Regions from separate parts of the Mus musculus genome. Here region 2 is linked to region 1. Evidence: chromatin contacts called from public promoter capture Hi-C data. All regions are on one chromosome and are shown on one strand. Each heading gives the region's core, a stretch centred on a gene start, on an enhancer-like site or on the middle of the called end of the contact. The rest is flanking DNA. Distances are from core to core; before and after follow the strand shown. Region 1 has its middle 48 kb from the start of Gm34196. Region 2 holds the start of Ccnh (cyclin H).

Region 1 (6,372 bases), core at 2,811-5,310:
GTTTGGGGCTAATATCCACTTATCAGTGAGTACATATTGTGTGAGTTCCTTTGTGAATGTGTTACCTCACTCAGGATGATGCCCTCCAGGTCCATCCATTTGGCTAGGAATTTCATAAATTCATTCTTTTTAATAGCTGAGTAGTACTCCATTGTGTAGATGTACCACATTTTCTGTATCCATTCCTCTGTTGAGGGGCATCTGGGTTCTTTCCAGCTTCTGGCTATTATAAATAAGGCTGCTATGAACATAGTGGAGCATGTGTCCTTCTTACCAGTTGGGGCATCTTCTGGATATATGCCCAGGAGAGGTATTGCTGGATCCTCCGGTAGTACTATGTCCAATTTTCTGAGGAACCCCCAGACTGATTTCCAGAGTGGTTGTACAAGCCTGCAATCCCACCAACAATGGAGGAGTGTTCCTCTTTCTCCACATCCACGCCAGCATCTGCTGTCACCTGAATTTTTGATCTTAGCCATTCTGACTGGTGTGAGGTGGAATCTCAGGGTTGTTTTGATTTGCATTTCCCTGATGATTAAGGATGTTGAACATTTTTTCAGGTGCTTCTCCACCATTCGGTATTCCTCAGGTGAGAATTCTTTGTTCAGTTCTGAGCCCCATTTTTTAATGGGGTTATTTGATTTTCCACAGAAAAGTTTTTAAACTCCGGAAAACCTTTTATCATTTTATCTAAGTCTGATTCAATCCAAATGATACTGTGTGTTCTTCACTTGATTTGCTTCAACTTTTCTCAGGTCCCATATAATTTAAATCCTATCTGATGTTTATGATGGTAATGAATATATAAACTGTCTGGAAGCATGGATGTTTTGTATTCATTTAAAAATGGACATTGTATAATAGTTAAACACCAAATAATGTGTTACTTGTTCTGAAATATTTATTAAAATATATTGATCATCTCATTAATCAAAGTATTTATTTCTTCATGTAAAACTCATTTTTATTTTTAAATAGAAAAGATAAGGATAAAGAGGGGCAAGCATATAGACAAGTGTTAACATGAAATGTTCAAGTCAACTGAGTTTTTAACTAACAAGTAACTGAAAAGTTCTATAGGTAATCTCCTATATACTATTAAAAATATATTTCTGTCAGTCAGTACATTTGTTTTTGAAAAATCAGAAAATGTCAATCAGAAAATGTCACATTAACACTAATGTATAAAACAACATTACCATATAAACTTTCAAAACTGGCAATTTTGTTGGGACAGCTTTGGCCTTGAGGTAATTACATGCAATAGCATAATAGTTACCCCAAACCCCAGTGCATCCTTGAGTGTTCCTTTTGAAGAGAAGCCAGAGTCTATTTTTAGGTGATGGTGTTATGGATCTCCATATCAGTTCAATCAACACAAAGCTCCTGTTCTACCAATCCATAATTTATTGTGTAGTTTAGAAAAATGCAGTGGATCATAATTTAAAGAACAAAATTTATTTCTTTTATCTCTTAATTGGACTATTTTGTTCTTTTTATATAATTTAAGATAATATGTTTTTTGTGGAGTAGGTTTGGCTGATAATAGTCGACTAATCGGCATCATCTTCCACAGTGCAGAGCCTAGCAGACAGTAGACTACTTGACATAGCTCGACAGTGATGAGCTATGGAGAATGAGAAGAGACATTTAGATATTTAACAGCATGTATCTATTCAGCAATGCCCTGGAAGACTAGCCTATTGAAAATAAACAGTTACTTTGCTGAGCAATGTCACAAATCACATGAAAGTTTTCAGTAGGATGGTAGGTATAGAAGATAAGGAACTGTAAAATACTAAGTGCTTGATAGACTTACAAACCATAAGTAGGTTAGCATAGCATAGTGCAGTACAGTGTAGTACAGTACAGTGAAGTATAACTTTCAGCCACAATTTCCCTGCCTAAATTCACCTTAGTTGGAATGCAAATTATTTTTGCAGCTGGTAAACAAAGCACATTGTGGGTCTTTGTGGAGGAACCATCCTTATACTGCAGCCAGATTCATTTTTCAGTAGAAATTCATAGATTATATTTTAGCATTCATGCTTTCTGTCTGCCTCTCAGTTTCTTTCATCGATGCTGCATGCAATAATGAACACGGTGATAGATGGTAGACGAGGACAAATGTTGATCGCACCATTTCATATCTTAAGGTCTTCCTATTTTAGCTATCTTTTCTAGAAAGGACAGACTATAGTAACCATAGACCACTTGAGCACTAGGGACTGCTACTTTGAGATCTGAGTTTGTTCCTTTAGTTTTCCTAAGGTAATCCATTTCCATATCCTCATATATCTCCTTGGAAACCTTGGCATATTTGTGATCTTCAGTCTCAAAAACCCAAGGGAAAGAATTCTAATTCTAATCGAACTGAGAGAGCTCATCTTCTTATATAGAAAGAAGAGTGGATTGCAACACAATATGAACAAACCTGTGAAGAAAGAAAGGCTGGGAGCTGTAAGGACAGCCTCTGGGGGCTCTTTGCAAACTCAGTGATCTTAATTACTGATGGAAGCAGCAACAAATACTTCAAAGGGGAGTTATTTTTTCAGTTAAAAAAAAACTTAATTTTTCCCCCTCTGTCCTTACTTTATCTTCCCTCCCCTGCTTTGTTAGTGATAAAGAACAGTTCCCACTATCAAATTGTAAAGTGTATCTTAAAAGGAATCTATTCATTGCAGATTTTTTTTTTTTAGTTTTTTAGGGTTTTTTATTTTAAGAACAGACAATTCCTAGACCATAAAACTGCATTTTAAAACTTAAGTTATATGGGAAATAGCCTATAGATAATAAAGAATTCTCACTTATGAAGATGGCTCTATTTTTCCATTGAAGAAATTTCAGTTTTGAAAAAAAATGTTTCCAAGTGATATGCAGCTGTTTTCCACCAATGTGAATTCATGTTGTAGCCAGACACATCCATGCACAGCTGACTTCTGCAACTTAAAACAGGTGTGCCACACAAACGTCATGTCACTTTCCAAACTTGTGTTTTCTGTTTCTCACAGGCTCTTTGAAGTGCCATTACTGACTTTTGGATACCACTATAGAAGTGTAATAGTACCGATTTCAGGACATACTTTTTTTTTTCTTAATAGGCCAGATCTATTTTAATGTGTGGTGTGTATTATGTGTACATATATGTACATGCCTCAGCAAGCATGTGAAACTCTTAGTATCCAGCACTTTTGCTTTTCGCTTTTCTTTCTTTGTATTTATTATTTTTACAGCTATCACTTGTTATCACTCAACTTACAGATTATTAAAGTTCTGCATTGTCATTTTGCTGTGCACTGATTCAAATGACAACACTGTTAAAACTAAACAAGCTTTTGAATTGTCCTGATATTTGATAGAAACCCACAGCCAGGTATTCTTCTGCACTTACATTGTGATCCAGAAAACAGGTGGCTGTGTATGTACAGAACCACACCTGGTCAAGCACACAGACAGCTCCAGCCCTGGGCTACACAGGTTTATTACTCCTTTGGATTGGCAGGGTAAATCATTTACACATGATCATGAAGTGCACTGAGTGCACTGTTCTCCCACTTACTGTGTGTTCACTGTAAGATGAAAGTAATGACTGTTTATCTGGAGAAGAAAAATCTATATTTATTTTATTATTAGGTGCTTGACTGATGATCACCAGGCAAAAAACACGTCTTTTAAAAGTTTAATTTTTCAGTTTTTCTAGCCTTTTACTTCTCTTTTGCTTCTAGATAATTTAAATTTTCAAAGGCTAGTAAAACAGCAAGAACACCTAGTAGGTATGAGTCTAATAACTACTGTGACAAGTGAATAGCAACAGTGAGAAACTCTGGTCCTTAAAGCTGACCCTCTGTTCAGCCTGCATATCACCCAGAACAGCTAAATATTTCCATGCAAAAATGTAGTTGTTACATCTTTCTTCCTTTCCCCCCCCATAATTATGTAACAGATTTTCAGCTGTATTTAGACTTTTAAAAAAACTATATTTTAGATGGTAGGTGCTTTAATCTGCCAAATATTGAAGTATGGGTGGATATTTCTCTCCCTTTTGCTCTGTGCCACCAAATGCCTGAGGCATCTGTTGACGAACAGTGGGAAGGATATCTAGAAGAGACAAGTCTATGTGCATCGATGCCAGATGGAAGTCAGTCTTTGTAAATGGTTCACAGGCTATTGCTGTGTGTACACACACAAGTGTTTTATTTAGGGAAAATGCTCCTGTGTATGTATAATTACAAACTTTCAAATTGATTGTTGATATTTTAATATTTATGTCATTTGGATCAAGCAACTAATATACATATTTAATATAGTATAGCATAGTATAGCATCTTATTTTGACAAAAAGATGTTATAATCAGAACTAAACACACTGTAGATGATGACATGAGAGTAAGGATTTTAGACACATATGTGTGTATAAATATGTGTGTGTGTGACTTTCAGTTTTAATTCTTATCATTTATTGATACCAAGCTGTCAACTTGGCTTATTTCCTTCTTGTCCACTTGTATCACTATTGCCCTTATATATTCCACTGTGTCTTTAACAGAATGGAAAACAATAGCTTTGCTCTTAAAGCTCATATAGTCTAGATGTGGGGTTTTACACTGGGTTCCCAGCATGTGGAAGACAAATAGGAGAGTCAGAACATCAAAGGCATCCTTGGGTACATAGTAAATTTGACACAAGCTTGGCTACATGAGATCCTGCCTCAAAGAACCAAAATATAATTTTTAAATGACCTTAAAATCAAAATTACATAAGAAGTGAAACAAGAGTCTGAAATGTAAGATACTTGCTGCTTATTAGAAGAAAAATTGATAGAAAAGTGGAAGGCAAATAAACTCTTTTTCCCCAAGTTTCTTTGTCATGGTGTTTCACCTCACCAATAAAAACCCTAAGACACTAGAACATGTAGAAGGTGGCCAAAAGAGCATTAGATAACGAGAGAGGGGGAATGCAGACAGAAAGACACATGTTGTGAAAGATGTCCTAAAGCTAATTGGCTATTTTTCTGGTTTCAACTCTGTTGTCCCCCCCCCCCTTTTTTTGGTTTGTTTTGTTGTTTTTTTTTTTTTTTTTTTTGTGATGCGTGAGTACATACATATGTAGTTGATAGTGAAAGCATAGAACCTACAAGAGCTCCTTGGCGTTAGAGGGCTATGCTAACTATAATTCACTGCAACACATAGAATTTGGGACTGGATAAGTTTACAGAGGAGCTAGAGAGAGTAACCAAGGAACTGAGGGGATCTGCAACCCTATGGGTGGAACGACAATATGAACTAACCAGTACCCCCTGGAGCTCGTGTCTCTAGCTGCATATGTATCAGAAGATGGCCTAGTAGGCCATCAGTGGAAAGAGAGGCCCATTGGCCAAGCAGACTTTATATGCCTCAGTGCAGGGGAACGCCAGGGCCGGGAAGTGGGAGTGAGTGGGTGGGGGAGTGGGTGGCGAGGGTGTGGGGGACTTTTGGGATAGCACTGGAGATGTGAATGAAGAAAGTACCTAATTAAAAAAAATATTAAAAAAAATAAAAAAGAACACAGACAACCAGTGTACTTTCCACTCAAAATATTTTGACCTTGAAAAAAAATAGGCTTTATTGTTTAGACTCAAGGTTCTAATACTTTGAACAATTTTGTGCTAATACATTTTATGTATAATTTTCACTGTTGCTGTCTTCAGACACACCAGAAGAGGACATCTGATCCTATTACAGATGGTTGTGAACCACCATGTGGTTGCTGGGAGTTGAACTCAGGACCTCTGGAAGAGCCATGTCTCCAGCCCCATACATTTTAAAATTTAGAGCAAACAAACCATTTTCTGGGACAGCTTAGGTACCAAGTAAGACTCTGTGTCAAGGGAGCAAAATAAGCCTCTTATAGAAATAAATTGGAGCTTTTGATAAGTCAAAATTCCACTTGTTAAAAAATTTTTTGGCAAGTTCTTGTTATCAATAACCCACTAAATCTGACTAGTGCTGCTGAATGGGTCCATGGGTCTGTGGGTACCCGTGGGGGCGTGAGTAACCTGCCAGTAGCCATATTCCAAAGAATGAAAAATGACAAGACAGCATGAAGTCGGGAGGGTGATGGAATGGAGGCACTACAGGTAGTTAGTTGATCACAGGAGGTAGTGATGGATGGATATTGCAATACAACTTTTAAGGAAAAAAAATATAAAAGTACCTTGTAACAACAAAAAGGGAATTTCTAGTTAATGACACTGTATATAATGACTTGAATATCCAATAATAAAAGCTGTACGAAATTATGGAGATAAACAAATTATTAATGGGACCTGCCTAGTTCAGCCATTACAAGTACTTACCTATCTTACAAAGAAGCATGATACAGTCCACAGCACCC
Region 2 (7,095 bases), core at 2,248-4,747, 240 kb before region 1:
TTTTTTTTTTCTATTATAGTCTGCCAAATAGTTTGGGTCCTATTTAGTCTGCAGTTAGGAACTACTTTAACCTCAAAGATAACTCTAACGTAAATACCATTTTGCTACTTGTAAAGAATAAAAGATCTTTTTCCTTTCTGTAGGCTTCCATTTTTTCCTACTGATGGTGTCCTTAGCCATGCAAAAGCTTTCCTATTTCATGAAGTCCCATTTATTAACCTTTGATCATAATGCCTAAGCTAAGGAACTCAGGAATTTGTCTCCTGTGCCAATGAGTGCAAGCAGTTCCCTACTTTCTTTACCCCATCTGCACATGAGTTTAGTGCAGGGTAATATATATGAGTCTATTTGCAGACAGCCACTTAGACCAGCACCATTTGTTGGAAGATGCTTTTTTCCCCCATTGCATGGTTTTGGCTTTTTTGTCAAATATCAAGTGTTCATAGGTATGTGGGTTTATTTCTGGGTCTTTGATTCTATTCCATTGATCAACCTGTCTGTTTTTATTCTAATACCATGCAGTTTTTATTACTATTGCTCTGTAGTATAGCTTGAAATCAGGGAGGGTCATACCTCCAGAAATTCTTTTATTGTACAGGATTGTCCGACAGAGGACTAATATCCAAAACATATAAAGAACTCAAAAATTAGACATGAAAAAAATCAACTAAACCAATTAAAAATGGGGTATAGAGCTAAACAGAGAATTCCCAACAAAGAAATCTCAAATAGCGGAGAAGCACTGAAAGAAATGTTCAACATCTTTAGTCATCAGGGAAATGCAAATCAAAAAGATTCTGAGATTCCTTCTTACACCCATTAGAATGACTAAGATCAAAAACTGAGCCGGGCAGTGGTGGTGCACACCTTTAATCCCAACACTTGGGAGGCAGAGGCAGGCCGATTTCTGAGTTCGAGGTCAGCCTGGTCTACAAAGTGAGTTCTAAGACGGCCACAGCTATACAGAGAAACCCTGTCTCGCCAAAAAACAAAACCAAACAAACAAACAAACAAAACTGAAGTGACAGTCACCAGCCACATACTGGTGATGATGTGGAGCAAAGGGAACACTCCTCCTTTGCTGGTGAGAGTGCAAACTTGTACAAACACTTTGGATATCAGTTTGGCAGATTTTCAGAAAATCAGGATTAGTTCTACCTTAAGACCCAGCAATACCACTTCCCGGCATATACCCAAAGGATGCACCACTATACCACAGGGACACTTGCTCAACTGTGTTCACAGCAGCTTTATTCATAATAGCCAGAAACTGGAAGCAACCTCAAGTGAAAGGCCAACCAATGACTGGCTCAATTTGAGACCCATTCCATGGGAAAGAGCCAACCCGACACTATTACTGATACTCTGCTGTTCTTGCAGATAGGAACCTAGCATAACTGTCTCCTGAGAGGCCTCATCTAGCAACAGATGGAAACAGCTGCAGAGACCCAGAGCCAGACATCAAGAAGAGCTTGGGGAGTTTTATGGAAGAGTGGTGGAATTGAGCAGGCCAGAGTTGTAAAGGACTCCATAGGAGGGTCTACGGAGCCAACTAATCTGGGCCCATGGGGCTCACAGAGACTGAACCACCAAAGAGGGCTGGATCTAGCTCCCCAACCCTCCACATTTGTACCACATGTGCAGCTTGGTCTTCATATGGGTCCCCTAACATCTGGAACAGGGGCTGTCTCTGACTCTGTTGCTTGCCATTGGATCCCCTTTCCCAACCAGAATGACTTGTTGGGCCTCAGTGGTAGAGATGCTTAGTCCTTCTGGGGCTAGATGTCACAAGGCAGGGTGGTACCCAAAGGAGGAGGGGCTTCCCCTTCTCTGAGAAGGGAAGGGAGTATTGGTCAGAAGAATTTGCAAACGGCAGGAATGAGAAGAGGTGGTGTGCTATTGGGATATAATGTGAAAAAAAAATTATGGAGGAAAAAGAAGGGAAAAGTCTAGTTCAATTCTCTCAAGCCAGCTAACAAGCATATTCTTCTCTCCCATCACTTACCACAACAGACCGTGGCATAGCTGGTTTAAACACTGAACAGAATTCCAATAATCTTTTTTCATAGTACTTGCAAAGTGTCAATTCTTCATGAGGCTCCAGAAACACTGGATCATTTGGAAGAACCTTTAGACAGAGCAGACATTTCAATGTAAGGTCAGTGAATTCATTGTAAGACCGTCTTATCTGTCCTGCTTAAATTGGACTTATACCACCAACAAAAAATAGACCTGAAGCTTTCTCTCTTTGTTAAGTTTACTAAGCATCAAGCAAAATATCTAGGAGAAGAATAAGCAAAAATCAATAAACTGAATCTAGGCTTTCATTTTACAAGTTCTCAAACTGTCAGCTGGACATTTTTAAACAGTCATGACAGAGTATGTGTCAATTCACTCCCAGGTTTGATACCATTATTTGTAAATTAAAAAAAAAATACATATTTTCATGGGTTGGAACTCTCCCAAAGTAGCTTTTGCAGTAAATCCATATGTCACCAAAATTAAAATAACTCAGTTCATTGTCTACCTGTTTTGTTGGTACAAATTTTATTTGCCTGAAATTTGTAGAAGCTACTATAAAGTTATCCAGGGCCGTACACAGAAATGAATGGGAGAGTTGTAGGAAGACCTGGATAGAGGCCCATAGAACACGCATTACTTGTGTCAACTATTTTCTTTCCTTGTACAACCTTCTGTGTGAAGGTTGTTTCTGGAAAGCAGATCCAACAAGCCATCATCCCCCCATTTCAAGTCTTTGAAAAGTTCCTTTCAGTTTTGGCAAGAATTTCAACCGCCTTACACTTCCGCTTACAAAGTTGCTTGTGCACGTTCTTCAACCACTGCTGCAGAGGTACAGCTTCATCCATGAGTGACCACCAGCACTCCAGGCACTTGCCTGCCAGTCTGACTTTCCACTAGACACCAGCCTATGTGTGTGCCCTCCCTCCTGCCATCTACAGAGAATGATTTGTCGTGACATCCTGCAGGACAAGTGACCAGTTCGAGTCCCGCACTAAGTCCGCACTCTTCCAAGGCTCTTGCCAGTCCCCAGGATGTCACTCAGACCTCTGCCACCGCCAGCCCCGGACTTGGCTGTCGCGTCAGTCCCTGTCTGCACTGACACAGCCAGGCGAGCGCTCTACAGGCTTCCAGCCTGCAGGCAAAGCGGGACTTCAGGAGAGGTCCCAGGTTTAGGGTGGGCACAGGGGCTGGCTCGCGGGGACCTCACCTTCCCGTTAGCCACAGCTTTGCACTTGAATTTGCGGTTGGCGTCCGCCCGCAGGCGCGCCAGCTGCTCCTCGCTAGCGAAGGTCCAGTGCCGTTTCTGGCTGCTGCTGTGATACATGCTGTAGCCCTCACGGGCCGCAGGGCCGCGACAAAAACAGCGACACTCCGAGAGACAGCGACCACGAGCGACGGCCAACGCGCGAACCCCCGCCCCCGCCCAGACCGCGGACGCGTGCGTGACGTCCCGGTCACGTGCCAGCGTCTGCTCTGGAGTTTCCGGAGCCGGTGGGAGGTGTTCCGCAACGAGGGAGGGCGGAGCCTCGGGGCTCCCAGGCTTTGGGGAGGAGTCTGAAGGGCGTGACCCAGGAGGGTCAGAAAGTGGGCGTGGCCGCAGGGATCCAGGTTCCAGAGGACGCCTGGGCACAAAGAACCATAAGCCTTCATTTCTTTATTTTTTATTTTTATTTTATGCCCATTGGTGTTTTGCCTGAATGTATATCTGTGTGACAGCTTCAGATCCCTTGGAATGGGAGTTTCAGACAGTTATGAACTGCCCTGTGGGTGCTGGGAATTGAACCCAGTTCATATGGATGACACAGTCAGTGCTCTTAACCACACATACACACACACACACACATATATATGTATGTATGTATATATATGGATGGTGACGTGGTTATAGGTAAAAGTGGGAGGTGAGCACAATGGATTCTGGGAATATGGTGGCTATTGTCTTGGCAACAGGTCTGTGGGTCTCGCCTACATGATGTCACGAGTTTCAGAGGTCCTGATACCAACAGGGAGAGCACAAAGCAATCCCCCCACTGCCATAATTTGTGCAGTAGAGTTTCCTCTCATTTTTCCTGCCTTTCTCAGCTCCTTATTGTCTCATTATATACTAGAAATCCATATTTAGTTCATGGTGGTTTCAAATTTATGATCCTCCTGCCTAAGCCTCTCAAATTCTGGAAACACAGCCATGCATCAATGCCCTCTTTACATAATCTTTAGGCCACATTTTGCTGCATCTAATTGGAGATTATTCAAACAAAATGCATTCTAGTCTTCCTAGAAAAGGAACAAGTAAATTAACAGCTCAATGACAAAGATACTACTGTTTCATTGGACACCACCAAGACATAAATTATTAACTGGAAATTTTTCAGTGCTTTTTAAAAAAATAAACACAAATGTCTTTGTACAGCAGTTCTTAAACTGTGCTATGTACTATTTGTAGACAGACTAAGTTTTTTGAGCACCAATATAACTTGTAATCCAAGAGTTGTAATCAAAGATCTGGCTTTACAGAGCATTTATTGCCTCTTGGTCTTCAAAGAAAGGTTTTATGTACTTCACTAAAGTTACCTGCAAGACCGTCCTCTGCCACATATGAGGCCAGCACCGTGGGTCAATCAATGTGTACTCTTTAGTTGGTGGTCCAGTCCCCAGGAGCTCCAGGAGGTCTGGCCTGTTGACACTTGCTCCCTCCATGGGGCTGCAACCCCCCATCAGCTCCTTCAGTCCTTTCTCCAACTCCTCCACAGGGGACCCCTGAGCTAAGTCCAGTGGTTGGCTGCAAGCATCTGCCTCTGGAAGAGCATCTCAGGAGACAGCCATATCAGGCTTTCATCAGCAAGCACTTCCCAGCACTCACAATAGGGGCTGGGTTTGCTGGCTGTATATGTGATGTATCCCCAAGTCAGTCAGTCTCTATCTCGATGGCATTCCCTTCAGTCTTTCTCCACACTTTGTCTACATATTTCCTTCTGTGAGTAATTTGTTCACCCTTCTAAGAAGCACTGAAGCATCCACATTTTGGTCTTCCTTCTTCTTAGGCTTCCTATGGTCTGTGAAATGAATCTTGGTTATTCTAAACTTTTGGGCTAATATACACTTATCAGTGAGTACATACCTTGTATGTTCTTTTGTGACTGAGTTACCTCACTCAGGATGATATTTTCAAGTTCTATCCATTTGCCTAAGAATTTCATGAACTCATCGTTTTTAGTATCTGAGTAGTACTCCATTGTGTAAATGTACCACATTTTCCATATTCATTCCTCTGTTGAGGGACATCTGGGTTGTCACAATGTAGGGGAATGTGAGGATGAGAAGACAGGAGTGGGTGGGTGGGTGGGTGGGTAGAAGAGCACCTTTATAGAGACAGGAGAAGGGGGGGATGTGATAGGTGGGTTCCGAATGGGGAGACCTGGAAAGGGGAAAACATTTGAAATGCAAATAATGAAAAAAAGATATCTGCAAGAGCACACATAGTGCTGGGAATTCTTTTCTTGCTTTGGGGAAATTTTCCCATTTCTTAAAGTTTTATCCTAGAAACCCTAGGACAAGGAGAAAATTAAAAGAATTCAAGATTGTGTTTTCTCAACAGGAAAGGAAGAAAAGGGGACCAGAAGAATAAGGGATCAATTTTACTTATATAACTTGGAGTAATTTTTGCATGTCGGTGTGTGTATGGTATATGTGTGCATGTATGTATGCATGTATACATGTGTCACATGCATGTAAAAGTCCAAAGTTGATGTTAGGTATCTTCTTCAATCTTTCTCCATTGTATTAATTGAAGCATCACCTTTCAATGAAACCAAAGTTCCGCATTTCCTGCTAGGCTGACTACATACTCCCCATCTCTGCATTAAGAGTGTTGGGCAAGGTTACAGGTGGCTAACAAGCATACTAGTTTTCACTTGAGTTTTGTGTATCCTAACTCTGGTCCTCACAGTTGAAAGACAAATGCTTAATCCACTGGGCCAACCTCTTATCTCCAATTTAGAGTATTTTAAGTTGAATCTTGATTACATTTTCTTAACTTACCACCTTTATTTCATCAACACAAAGTTTCTGATTTTGGTGACACACAATAAAGGAAGTTAAAGAAAAATAAATAAACAAAGCCAGGAATGGTGGTGAATGTCTAAGGAATCTGTGTTCAAGGTCAGCCTGGAACAAAGCAAGTCCCAGATCCAGGCTTGGTAGTACACACCTTTAATCTGGGCTACACCTTCTGCTATGTAAGGACATTGGAAGAAAGCAGGAGGATCAAGAGTTAAAGGCCATGATATAATGAGTTTAGGTCAGTCATGACACTCCTATCTAAATCTTAGTTTTTAAAAGAAAGTGAATTACATTTAAGCTCACAGAAATAATATGTACTTTAAAGTTTGATGTGATTCTATATTCCTTTAGCTACTGATTTGGTTTCTAACATTTTTTAATATAGACCTACAAATTATATTGTGAAACCAATAAATCCATTACAATTTTATTTTTCTACCATACAATTAACATTGATTCTAAAATCCTTTTCTACTTTTACCCCCAATATTTTTCAATTTTTTTATTGGATATTTCCTTCATTTACATTTCAAGTGCTATCCCAAAAGTCCCCTATACCCTCCCCCACCCTGCTCCCCTACCCACACACTCCTGCTTCTTGGCCCTGGCATTACCCTGTACTGGGGCATATAAAGTTTGCAAGACCAAGGGGCCTTTCTTCCCAATGCTGGCAGACTAGGCCATCTTCTGCTACATATGCAGCTAGAGACATGAGCTCTGGGGGGGGTACTGGTTAGTTCATATTGTTGTTCCACCTATTGGGGTACAGACCCCTTCAGCTCCTTGGGTACTTTCTCTAGCTCCTCCATTGTTACCCCCAATATTTTAAGTTACCACTAAGAAAAAACAAGGAGATGTCTATAGCTAATACTTTCTCCAAAATACATCAAAATAAATGGAAAAGAAAGAAAAGAGGTAAAGAAATTATCTTTGATCTAAAGGGGCCTAAGTAGCACAGTCTATGAGGCCTACTACTCAGAAGGCTGAACCAGGAGGACAAAACTTCAGGTCAGC

Evidence for each region. Promoter capture Hi-C pulls out the DNA fragments that hold promoters and counts their contacts.
Region 2: a contact with region 1 is called in a promoter capture Hi-C map of hippocampal neurons, with 4 times the contacts expected there. The contact joins the promoter of Ccnh here to the enhancer-like site in region 1. A contact is called at or near these places in 6 of 39 promoter capture datasets (the C10 cell line, embryonic stem cells, hippocampal neurons and 1 more), 1 of 484 Hi-C or Micro-C datasets (embryonic stem cells) and 3 of 115 datasets of contacts at active chromatin or transcription factors (astrocytes, embryonic stem cells and stem cell-derived neural progenitor cells).

The regions. Positions count from the first base shown.
Region 1 is chr13:84,951,074-84,957,445 of GRCm38.p6, reverse strand. No RefSeq gene overlaps it. Among named protein-coding and RNA genes, the nearest start is that of Gm34196, 48 kb to the right of the region's middle. Within about 2 kb of position 4,060, at least 8 of the 459 cell types and tissues checked have an H3K27ac peak or open chromatin away from gene starts, as enhancers often do. A contact at or near this core is called in hippocampal neurons, where this site is marked.
Region 2 is chr13:85,185,787-85,192,881 of GRCm38.p6, reverse strand. Ccnh (cyclin H) reads right to left here and starts at 3,497. Exons shown (of 9, transcript NM_023243.6): 1 at 3,230-3,497; 2 at 2,006-2,128. The coding sequence starts at 3,346.